Regions from separate parts of the Mus musculus genome. Here regions 1, 2 and 4 are each linked to region 3. The links are chromatin contacts, called in public ChIA-PET and HiChIP or PLAC-seq maps. All regions are on one chromosome and are shown on one strand. Each heading gives the region's core, a stretch centred on a gene start, on an enhancer-like site or on the middle of the called end of the contact. The rest is flanking DNA. Distances are from core to core; before and after follow the strand shown.

Region 1 (2,700 bases), core at 105-2,604, 420 kb after region 3:
TCATGAGAAAAAGTACTGTTCTACAAATACAGTAGAGTTCGCCCCAGACTTCAAGCAGTTAAGTGATGTATATTTTTCATATTTATTATGTTTACATTTGGGAGGAGAAAGACTACAGGAATAAGAAGATTAAAAAGAAACACTGAATAAATAACCAAAATTTGATGGTTCTGTTACTGTTACAGCCACTCATTTCAATCCCCAATATATACTTCACTTCATAGCTTTCATTTCTCCCACTCTGGGGACTGAACCCAGGCCCTCGTACACTGGAGGCAAGTATTCTAAGCTCTTTTGTATGAATGCTTAAGAAAAATAAAAGGGTCAAGAAAAGGCCCCAGGTAAAGGCACTTGCTGGCAAGCCTCACTACCTGAATTCAACCACCTGGACCCACGTGATGCAGTAAGATACCAATTCCCACGAGGTGTTGTCCAATCTCCACACTCACGCCCTGGCTCGTGCCTAACCACCATCCACTACATACACTAAATACATAAATCTGATGAATACACAGAGCCTAGAAACTGGTCTAAAATGGAATTTTAAAGAAAAACAAAACTAGGAAAATAAAAGTTCCTCTTTAGAAAAATCCGGATACAGGTGTTCAGAGTAGCATTATCTTCAACAGCCTGAGGGGGAAACAAATCAAATGTTTACCAACTGGTGACAGTATGAAATATTATAAGTCCACAATATGGAATGTTTTTTGACAAGAAGAAAGTAGTTAAAAGTGTGCTATAAAATGGATAAACCTTGACATTTTAATACATGAAAAAAAAGCTACAAAAAAAAATCACCTATTACCTGGCTCTATTTATATAGAGTCCAGAGGGGGTACATTTAGAGAGATGGAAGTAGACTTGTGTTTGGACACATCTGGAAGGACAGGTGATAAGGAGTGACTATCATTGACTAGGGATTGACTGGGAATGGTGGAATGTGTTAAACTTAGATTATATGAGGACCACAAAATTCTGCCAATATTCACTTGAGTCCTTCAACTGCCAAATGTTATTGTACACAAAAATTATATTTCGGTAAGGATCATTTAAGGGAAGCTGGTTGTATTAACTTGTTAAAACAAACAAGCAAACAAACAAAAACGAGTCGAGCTTCTAGATCTAACTAAAATTGAACACAGCCCGAATGGGATTAGACTGTTAACCCAGTGTGAGCCTCTAGAAAGTTGAGGGCCAGGTAAAAACCACCCACGTATGCAAGCCTGAGACTGGGAAACATGTGACTAGGCAGATCGTGTTCAATAACAAAAACAATCACTACAAGTTAAAGACGACCCCAGAAGGACAAATCTAGAAACCAAAAACTCCCACCCAGCTTCCTGTGAAATCGGCAGCCCCGAGCGCGTTAGCAGCTGCGTGAACTATGACTCACTCGCTCACTGATCTCTCTGTGAGAACGCAGCTGCTGTTAAAGGAAGCAAAGAACAAACCAAAACAAAAACTACACAACAGGTTGGCTCCACATTCTCATTCCACAGAAAGAAGCATTCAAGCGCCAAAGGGTACAGTTTCTAGGGACAGAATGTCAGGTTAAGCAGCCTCAAAGTACCACAAGATCTCTAGTGACCTCTGGTGGTCAAAACTGAAACTGCTTGGTTCATGGTCCCTGAGACTACAATGTGATAATGGATGTGAATGAAGTTTGGTCTGTCTGTCTGTCTGTCTGTCTTGTTTGTTTGTTTGTATCTATTTTCTAGAATGCTGGAAGGTAGGGCAAAAGGAATCACAGAAAATGACTACAGTGAAATGTGCCTCCCCCTGATCGTCAGACAGCTACTGAGCAGCCTCTACGGGGCTGCGGAGATGCTCGGTGGTTAAGAGCACCTACAGCTCTTCCAGGAGCCTGAGTTCAGTTCTCAGCATCCACACTGTACAGCAGCTTACAAGCACCTGTGCTCCATCCCCGGGGGATCGGACATCCTCTTCAGGCCTCACAGGCACCCCCTCCATAGACACACACATATAAGAATAAGAAAGTATATCTTCTTTAAAAAGAATCTTCACAATTTTGGCCCTGAAGAGGATGGGAACTCCACAGGAAGACCAACAGTGTCAACTAACCTCGACCCTTGGGGCTCTCAGAGTCTGAACCACCAACCAGAGGACATTCATGGGCTGGACCTAAGCCTCCCCACACTTGTATGTCGCAGATGTGCAGCTTGTTCTTCATGTGGGTCCCGAACAACTGGAGCGGGTGCTGTCCCTAAAACTGTTGCCTGTACGTGGGGTGTGTTCTTCTCACTGGGCTGCCTTGTCTGGCCTCAATGGGAGAGGAAGCGCCTAGCCTCGCAAAGATTTGAAGTGCCAGAATAGGGGGCATGGGGGACACACCCACACAGAGGAGAAGGGAAAGGGGTAATTAGGAAAAGGGCAGTTTGAAAGCAATGATGAAAAGCATAATGAAAACCATAATGAAAGTGGCTAACCCCAACTGTCCGTGAAACATACCCAGAGTCTCCCTAAACAAACAATAGGAAATAAGCCACTTCCTGGAGTCCCCTCTGCAGGTGTGGCAGAGCTCCAGGTCTCTGTCCACTAGTTAAAGAGTGTCAGTCTGGGGACAAAGGACTACATCTCAGAAATGCCACTCTGTTAGGATTGTTGGCCGAAGACACCAGTGACTGCCCCAGACAGACTCAAGGGGACCTCTTTGGAGATGAATCCGGCAAAAATCATTCT
Region 2 (2,700 bases), core at 10-2,509, 300 kb after region 3:
GTTTTTTGTTTTTAAAGGCACTGGCAGCTTTCCTCCTATGTCCAGCTCCATCCTGATTGTTGTCCTAACATGGACTTTATGCCTCAGCTCAGCAGCCTGTGATCTGTTTGTTACAGAGCTTGTGCTATTTAGTAGTTGCTTCTTATCAGGCTGCTCCCTCGTTTGGAACCCCCTCCTTCCGCTCCCAGGGTCTTCCTCGTCCTTTATGAACTATCTTCACTTTGGTAGGCTTTAGAGATCCTGATTGGAACAATTTGGATTCTTGGAAGCTCTTTCCCTCCCAGTCAGTTGTGTCTTAGGGCTTCTGTGCCTCAATGAAACACCATGACCAAAACAACTTAGGGAGATACGGGTTTATTTTACTCACAATTCCATATATGACAGCTCACCCTCAAAAGCAGCGAGGGCAGGAACTCACACATTGCATGAACCCAGAAGCAGAGGCTGATGCAGAGGCCATGAAGGGGTACTGCTTCCAGGCTTGCTCCCCATGGCTTGCTCAGCCTGCTTTCTTATAGAGCCCAGGACCAGCCCAGGAAAGGCACCACCCACAGAGGGTTGATCACTCCCTCAGCAATCACTAATTAAGAAAATGCTGTATAGGCTTGTCTTAGTAGTCTAGTCTTAATGGAGGCATTTATCTCAACGGTGGCTCCCTCCTCTCAGATGACTCCAGCTTGTGTCTAGTTGACATAAAACTAGCCAGAGCAGATGGTCCCATTTGGAGTTTGTCCATTGCTTGCTGCATTTCCAGTGTCTTCAGAGCTAATAACACTGGAAAAGTGTTGTGAATAAAATTCAGATTTCTTTTTTGTTTTCCTCTTTCCTACCTTTCTCCCTTCCTCCCTTCCACCTTGCTTCCTTCTTTTCCTCTTTTCCCCGTCCTGGCTTTTTCGCTCATCCATCCTTCCTTTCTTATCCCTCCTTTCTCCCTTCCTCCCTCCATTGATGTCCTACATGGTGGTCTCAAATTCACAATCCTCCTGCTTCAGCCTCTTAAGTGCTAAGATTACAGGCTGTCACCTATCTTAAATTCAGATTCCTTTTCTTTCATGATCTCATGGTGTCACAGGAGAGGAGCAGAAATGCAGAATAGATGTTTAGAAAACACAGACAACTTTTTAGGGCTAGTCAGTTGCTTCGTCCTGCTCTTGCAGTCTCCTCGAGAGATGAGGATGAGGGAGTAAGGCAGGCCTCCTCAGGCAGGGAGTTGAAAGTGTGGGGGTGAAGTTGTGCTTGGCTGGCTTGCTGCCTAGCTCTGTGGGTGCTTTTTCCCCACCCCAATCAGCATTCTGGGCATGAGGAGAGAGAGGGAGCAAGAACAGGAACAAATAGCCCTGAATCTGAGCTCTGACTTTGCTGATGCGTTTGCCTGTTTGCCAGTCCCTTCTTCTCCCTTTGAGAACTTTTTAAAAGTGTAATAGCAGACTGAGAATTTTTAAAAAACAAAAAGTAGAAATTTATTTGCAATGATAAGGATTAGCTGTGGTAGAATCTGGGCATCCCACTGCATGCATGCTTGTTCATAAAATACAATATGAAGCATAAGCTAGGGAGAGTTTCTGAGGACCTGGGGACAGGGAGAGCCACAAAGGAAGTTATGGGTGGGGGCGCCTTTGTACAGTATCACTTCAGGATAGCACAGTTCCTAGACTAGGCCTTTGCAGCTTGGGCCATGTCAGAATCACTGTGCAAATCTGCAGGGACAGAAGCAGAAGTGGCTAAGCCTTGGCAGTAGAAGAGCCCACCTTCAGAAAGAACGGTGGCCTGAGGAAGGGAGGTTATGGTTAGGTTTTCTGTTCACTGCCCACAGTTTTAAACCACCTCAGTCAGAAGTCTTTTACTTCCTTGATCACATTTCCTTCTAGACTTAATTCTGGAAGGAATCCAAACCTAGTGTTTCTCACTTGTACCTAACAAATGGCAAAGCTGTAATTGCCATACTCAGCAGTGATATAGTATGGTGGTTAGTTTCTGCAGTGGTGTAGTATGGTGGTTAGTTTCTGCAGTGTTCTTTTTGCTTCCAGTGTAGTTCTCTTGACTTTGCACATCCCCTTGTCCGATTCTATTCTCTTTTACAGTCAAAGAACAAATGACTCCTGTTTCTGCTTGGCCACCATGGACCCTATTTTCCCTAAGTACTAGTCATCTACCTTTTGCATTTGCCTTCTTTTTTAAAAAAAGATTTTTATTGTTATTTTAATATGTGTGTATGTATGTATGTATCTGTGTGCATAAATACATCCACATGGGCACAGGTGCTTGCAAAGGCCATTGATATTGGGTCCCTGGGTCTGGAGTTACAGCGCGTTGTGAGCGGCTGGAGGTGGTGTTGGGGACTGAGCTCAGGTGCAGCTCCTCTACAAGAGCAGTATGTGCTCTTAGTCATTGAGTACTGAGCTATCCAGCCCCTTAAAGATACTCTTCTTCTCTTCTCTTCTCTTCTCTTCTCTTCTCTTCTCTTCTCTTCTCTTCTCTTCTCTTCTCTTCTCTTCTCTTCTGTTGGGTTAGGTTTTGGGTTTTGGTTTTTTTGAGACAGTATTTCTCTGTATAGCCCTGGCTGTCCTGGAGCTCTATATGCTAGGGTGGCCTGGATCAACTCCGAGATCCTTCTGCCTCTGCTTCCCAAGTGCTGGGATTAAAGGCATGTGCCACCATGGCTGACCTAAAGATAATCATAGAGTTCACTTTTATCCTGCT
Region 3 (2,700 bases), core at 92-2,591:
AAGAAAGAAAGAAAGAAAGAAAGAAAGAAAGAAAGAAAGAAAGAAAGAAAGAAAAAGAAGAAAAGGAATTTCAGTCAGGCATGGTGACACATACCTTTCATTCCACACCCAGGAAGCAGAGGCAGGCAGATTTCTGAGAATTCCAGGCTAGTTTGATATACATAGCAAGTTGCAAGTCAGCCAGGGCTACATAAAGAGGCCTTGTCTCAAACACGCTGGAGTTTTGTCCAATTCTTCTTTTCCTTTTTGATGCCACATCCAATACAAAGTCTTTTTTATTTTAATAACTTTTTTTAAAAAGATGTGTTTATTTTATGTATGTGAATACACTGCAGCTGTCTTCACACACACCAGAAGAGGGCAGCAGATCCCATTAGAGATGGTTGTGAGCCACCATTTGGTTGCTGTGAATTGAACTCAGGACCTCTGGAAGGGCAGTCAGTGTCCTTAACCACCAAGCCATCTCTCTAGCCCTGATACATAGTCTTGTTTTGTATTTAATACTGATGCAGAATTCAACCACTTAGCATGTTCATGACTACCATGCTGGGCCAATCTTCCAGGATTATTCAAATTTCTTTTGGTTGCTCATATTAAAGTTACATAAGCAACTGCTTCCCTGGCTACTCCCTTAACCGTGCCTATGTCATTGCCTCCAGTGAAACTTCATACTCCACTTGTTAGATTTTGCTCTTTAAGAAAAGAATAGTTCATGTTTTACTTAATTGCTTTGTTTATTCTGGGGTTTTTTTTGTTTGTTTGTTTGTTTGTTTGGTTAGTTGGTTGGTTTTTTTTTCTGGGTAGTATGCTCTGTTGGGACAGTCATTTAGTTAGGTTCACTTTCTTCTTCTCCTTTTTTTCTTGTCTGTCTGTTGAATCTCCCAGGAATCTTTGCTCACTGAGTGGTGATGGCCCCAAGATCGTGTTCCCTGAGATGATTATCTCTGAACATCCAGTTTCCTTATATTTCTTTCATCTACTTCTTCTAGATCTTTCTGCATTTTCAGCTGCTGAATCAAGACTTCAGCGAGAGGCCAGCAAGATTTTTAACTGTCATCTCAATAAGAAGCTCCGTCTTGGGGCCAGTCCCTAAGAGTGTGCTGTCTTAGACACACAGGAAGTCAGTCATCCTGTGCTGATGATTCGTCCCAAGATGACGTTCAGCTGCAGACTGGTGTGGGTAAGGAAAGCCTGTTAACGGGGAGACAAGTGTTCATCTCTTCATTTACTTGGATAGCTGTGATGAGAAGGAAGGCCGCTCAGCGCCATGCGCCATGTGCCACAGCCTGTCTGTCTCGGGATCTTTGCACAGCTGCATGTTTTCCTCTGGGTACTAGCTTACTGACTTCCGCTGCTGACTCATAATTTCTGTTTCCTGTTCAGTTTGCCACTGCTATGGCAAGTCTCGGGGCTTCCTTTTGAGTCAGTTCCCATCCTCTAAACTTCTGAATGGTTCAGCTTCTCTCAAAAATTTGGCCAGCATTGATTTCCCATGGGGCAAGCGTCCACAGGGAGATCTATCTAGTGCGCAACCCATTTTTACCTGGTGCGGTCAGAGCTTGTAGAATGTCTTGCAAAGCAAGACCTGTCCCAAAAGATGTGAGCGGGGCAGGTAGGTGGCGGTCGTCCTCTATTGTCATCTTAGGGCAAATTAGTCCCAGGTCACTTATTCTATGGTTTATTTAACTCACTGGGACATGAACACTGATTGAAAAACCCCATCTTTGTAGTTGCACACACCTTTAATTCCAACACTCAAGAGGCAAAGGCAAAAGGATTTGTGTGAGTTTGAGGCCAGGCTGGTTTACAAACAAGCTCAAGGACAGTCAGGACTACAGAGAGAGAGAGAGAGAGAGAGAGAGAGAGAGAGAGAGAGAGAGAGAGAGAGAGAGAGAGAGAGAGATGCTGTCACAACAAACTAACTACAATGTTAATTAAAATAAAACTGCCATCTTTGATTGCCTTATCCTAGTGCCAAGTGGTGAATGAGTGGACTTAGCACTTAAGTATAACTTTGTGTTCAGAAACCCAGGCGCAAAGCTTGTTCTAGTTTCCTTCAGGTTTCCTATGATGAACAGAAGCCAATGGCTTGAGCTGTGTCAATAATTTTCTTCTTTTCTTTTCTTTCTTTCTTTTTTTTTTCATTGTTATTCCAGTTCAGGACCACAATTTATAACATACCTTGCTCTGTGTATTATCATTTCAGGAAAGAAGATTTCTATCAAACTGCTTTATTTTGAATGTGGAGTTTGATTGGTTGGTTTGGTTTGGTTTGAAGATTGGACTTTACTTTAAGAAAATTCTAGGGGCTGGAGAGATAGCTCAATAGGTAAGAACACTGCCTGCTCTTCCAGGGGACTTGGGCTCATCCCCAGCCCTCACATGGCAACTTATAGCTAACTACAACTGCAGATCCAGGGGATCCAATGTCCTCTTCTAGCCTGTGTGGGCACCAGGCATACCTGTGGTTCCCAGACATTCATGTAGGCAAAACACATGAAAGCATAAAATAATATAAAGCTCTAATTTTTAACTCAAACCTATGCCAGTATTTTCCAGAGTCAGGTGATAGTATCTCAATGAGATGGCACAGAGAAACTTCTAGAATATCGTAATATGGATGGACCCTTGCTCACATCTGGGCTCAGGAAACAACGTGCCATGGTATGGGGGCTCTGAGGTCTGGTGCTGAGGTTGAAC
Region 4 (2,700 bases), core at 47-2,546, 370 kb after region 3:
GAAATCATGTGCTACTACTCGGTATGTACATGTCTAAAACATGTCAATGTTGCTAATGTCTGAGTCAAAGATTTACTGATCTCACGCTCCAAGAACATTTCAGAGCAAGGCCATTTATACCTGTAAACAATTAAGGGCTTAAGAAGATTCTTGGTGTTGATAATAATAATAGCTGCCACAGCTAAATGTACTGAAGAGCTGACTGCTCTCACTTTGCTAATGAAGTAGGTAGCGGTATTTACCGTAGCTATAATACGTTTGCCACCAGTTTGTTTCTGGTAATACTGTTTTCTCTAATTCTTGTCCTCAAGGTCAAGTGTCTTAATCAAGTTGTCCATCGAGCCGAGCTTGTGTGCCCTGGTATTGTAGTGGCAGAGAGGATTCTGAGCTCACAATCATGCTTCAGCTTATGTTTTCAATGCCCTGTCACTGTGACATGACATGACACTGTGACCCACCTGGCTAGGGTCCATGAAAACTTGGCAGTGGGTAGCTGGAGCACAACTACTGGTTCCTGAGCACTGCTGTGTGTCCACCACTGTATTAGCCCCTACTTCAAGGTCCCTGTTCTCAAGAAACTCAAAGTCCAGGGGGGTGGGAGTGGGGGGAGGATGGGGGAGAGCTGAAAAGCAGTCCTTCCCACTTATCTCAGGCCTTTGGGTTATACAGGATTAGGTGGAAATAGTGCAACCACTTACCTTTTCGATGGTTTTCAGAACAACTGGATAATTGTTGAAGAAATTGGTATATATGTTCAGCTGGCTTCCAAACTTTATGAATATTTCTCCCACACAGTGAGCTGGGCTCCATTCCTGTAGTCTGTCTCGTAGGTTATCTAGAAACTCTCTACAATATGAGAAGTTTGTATCTTGAAATAGGGGCCTGTTGAAAGTCTCCCAAACTTAAGCCATGAATTCATTAGTGTAGGCTTTTCTGCTTAGTCTTTTGTGGTAGGGCTTTCTTTTGACCCATTGACCACAGAACAGTGTGCATTTGATAGGATGGGATCTGGGCAGAATGAGGGAAGAGGTTGGCTGTCCAGGATCCCATCTTTTACCTTAACTCCTTGGGTCCTAATCCAGCTTCCGACCCTCGGAGAGCCAGGGCCATGGACATTCTCACAGTCTTCTGAGGAGAATGGCACTTTTTAAAGCTTCAAGGCCAAGAACCATAGCTTACATACAGCCCACACACTCAACAGATCCAAGGTGACCTTCTTAGCTACTCTAGGTCATAAAAACTGAGAGATGTTCCATCAGCCTTCTCACTGAGTCACAGCGGGGGCCCAGGAAGTGGCAAACTATCTCTCCAGATCTGCGGAAATTGACTGTGACTAGCTCTGGGCTCATCTCACTCACGATAGGTAGACACTGTTGTTTTTCTTAATCTCTCAACAGATGTAGAAAACCCACGATGGAAAAGCAGAGTAGCCATCGAATCCTTTTGCTCCTGGCCCATTCAATTAGACATTATTGACTCTTGCCCACGGACTTTCATGGGAGCGGTTTATTGCTTACTGAATGCTGAGGCATCGATTATTTTTCTTTCACATACTGTAACCTGGGGCTGGAGTGGCACTGGAAGCCATCTGCTGGCTGTAGCTGTCAGAGGACATGCAAAGGAGCCTCTCTGCTCTTTCAGGTGAAGGGATCCCCAAGAAGATAGAGAGCTGCTGGACCATAGTGGAGCTTTGGAAACAAAGTTTGCTCTTCCCTCATCTAGGGGAGTACTGTTTTGTTAAAGACGCCATCTTTAGGGCTTACCTGTTGAGGTTTAAGATGTGCAGAATGTCAGAAAAAATGATGTGGATATTGGCAGCACTCAGAATGGCTCTGTTTGAGGAGAGCGCTGCCCTCAGGGGCTTGGCGTACACGTCCTGCACAATTCGCAGCATCTGCACGTACCGTCTCTCGCTCTGCACAAGCTCCCTCACAACTTGGGCTCGTGTCTCTACTGAGTTCATCTGGAGCTTCCTCTCCTGCAGAAACATCAAGGATTCATGAGAAATTTAATGACTGGGGCCCTCAGCAAAGGACAACGTGTTTAAGGAGGTGGAAGAGACCCAAAAAAGGGATTGTCCTAAGGGAAGATGGCTGGTTCCTAGTGATCATTTGTTTGGAGCATAAGAAGCCATGTCCTAAGGCCAAAATGAGCCCTGGACCCAGCCTAGGTATGATGGGGCTATAAAGATCTCTATGTGTGAGCTCAAGGCTGCAGAGCTCACACTTTCTTCTCTCTCTCCTTAGGTAAGCCACTTAGTTTTTCTCATTCAGGTGTTCATGTGTAAAACTGTGGATACTAACATCAACTTTGGAGTCTTAGGAAAAGGAAGGAAAACAACTATGAAGCCAAAATTGTGCTTGCATGTTGTACCTTTCAGCATCCCGCTCTGAAAGCTTCAGCTCAGAGCAGAGCACATTGCATCGATTGACTACAGTCAGCTTTCAGAGCTGGACTGTGAGTGGGTGTGCCAATTAAAAACTGCAGACCTATCCTGGCCCACAACTCAAATAGAAGCCCCCTGCTCTACCAGAAGCCACTGCAGTATCCAGAACCCCAGGTCAGATCCTGCCCACAGACATGCAACACTTCCTCAGACCCCACTCAGCTTTCCTCCAACAGTATCCCCTCCCCCCATCTCCTGGCCAACATCTATGGTACCTCAAGTAAGACTCCCCACCAGCCACCAGCCACACTTCT

The links. ChIA-PET counts read pairs in DNA pulled down with a chosen protein or histone mark. HiChIP or PLAC-seq counts read pairs in DNA pulled down with a chosen protein or histone mark.
Region 1: a BATF HiChIP or PLAC-seq map of CD8 T cells shows a contact between it and region 3, with 6 read pairs. The contact joins two enhancer-like sites. A contact is called at or near these places in 2 of 15 datasets of contacts at CTCF or cohesin (the NIH/3T3 cell line and large pre-B cells), 9 of 115 datasets of contacts at active chromatin or transcription factors (CD8 T cells, bone marrow-derived dendritic cells, bone marrow-derived macrophages and 6 more) and 1 of 9 other capture datasets (embryonic stem cells).
Region 2: a contact with region 3 is called in a Foxp3 HiChIP or PLAC-seq map of regulatory T cells, with 5 times the contacts expected there. The contact joins two enhancer-like sites. A contact is called at or near these places in 1 of 15 datasets of contacts at CTCF or cohesin (the NIH/3T3 cell line) and 3 of 115 datasets of contacts at active chromatin or transcription factors (memory CD8 T cells, microglia and regulatory T cells).
Region 4: a contact with region 3 is called in an RNA polymerase II ChIA-PET map of memory CD8 T cells, with 11 read pairs. The contact joins two enhancer-like sites. A contact is called at or near these places in 4 of 115 datasets of contacts at active chromatin or transcription factors (bone marrow-derived macrophages, effector CD8 T cells, memory CD8 T cells and 1 more) and 1 of 9 other capture datasets (liver).

Annotation. Positions count from the first base shown.
Region 1 is chr10:18,195,912-18,198,611 of GRCm38.p6, forward strand. The region is part of intron 3 of Ect2l (epithelial cell transforming sequence 2 oncogene-like); the gene reads right to left. Among named protein-coding and RNA genes, the nearest start is that of Ect2l, 14 kb to the right of the region's middle. Within about 2 kb of position 1,355, at least 87 of the 459 cell types and tissues checked have an H3K27ac peak or open chromatin away from gene starts, as enhancers often do. A contact at or near this core is called in CD8 T cells, bone marrow-derived macrophages, effector CD8 T cells and 2 more, where this site is marked.
Region 2 is chr10:18,069,087-18,071,786 of GRCm38.p6, forward strand. The region is part of intron 1 of Reps1 (RalBP1 associated Eps domain containing protein); the gene reads left to right. Among named protein-coding and RNA genes, the nearest start is that of Reps1, 14 kb to the left of the region's middle. Within about 2 kb of position 1,260, at least 89 of the 459 cell types and tissues checked have an H3K27ac peak or open chromatin away from gene starts, as enhancers often do. A contact at or near this core is called in memory CD8 T cells, microglia and regulatory T cells, where this site is marked.
Region 3 is chr10:17,771,315-17,774,014 of GRCm38.p6, forward strand. No RefSeq gene overlaps it. Among named protein-coding and RNA genes, the nearest start is that of Txlnb, 24 kb to the right of the region's middle. Within about 2 kb of position 1,342, at least 126 of the 459 cell types and tissues checked have an H3K27ac peak or open chromatin away from gene starts, as enhancers often do. A contact at or near this core is called in CD8 T cells, bone marrow-derived macrophages, effector CD8 T cells and 4 more, where this site is marked.
Region 4 is chr10:18,141,130-18,143,829 of GRCm38.p6, forward strand. Ect2l (epithelial cell transforming sequence 2 oncogene-like) reads right to left here. Exons shown (of 22, transcript NM_001370991.1): 15 at 1,764-1,978; 16 at 699-846. Among named protein-coding and RNA genes, the nearest start is that of Ect2l, 68 kb to the right of the region's middle. Within about 2 kb of position 1,297, at least 29 of the 459 cell types and tissues checked have an H3K27ac peak or open chromatin away from gene starts, as enhancers often do. A contact at or near this core is called in effector CD8 T cells, memory CD8 T cells and regulatory T cells, where this site is marked.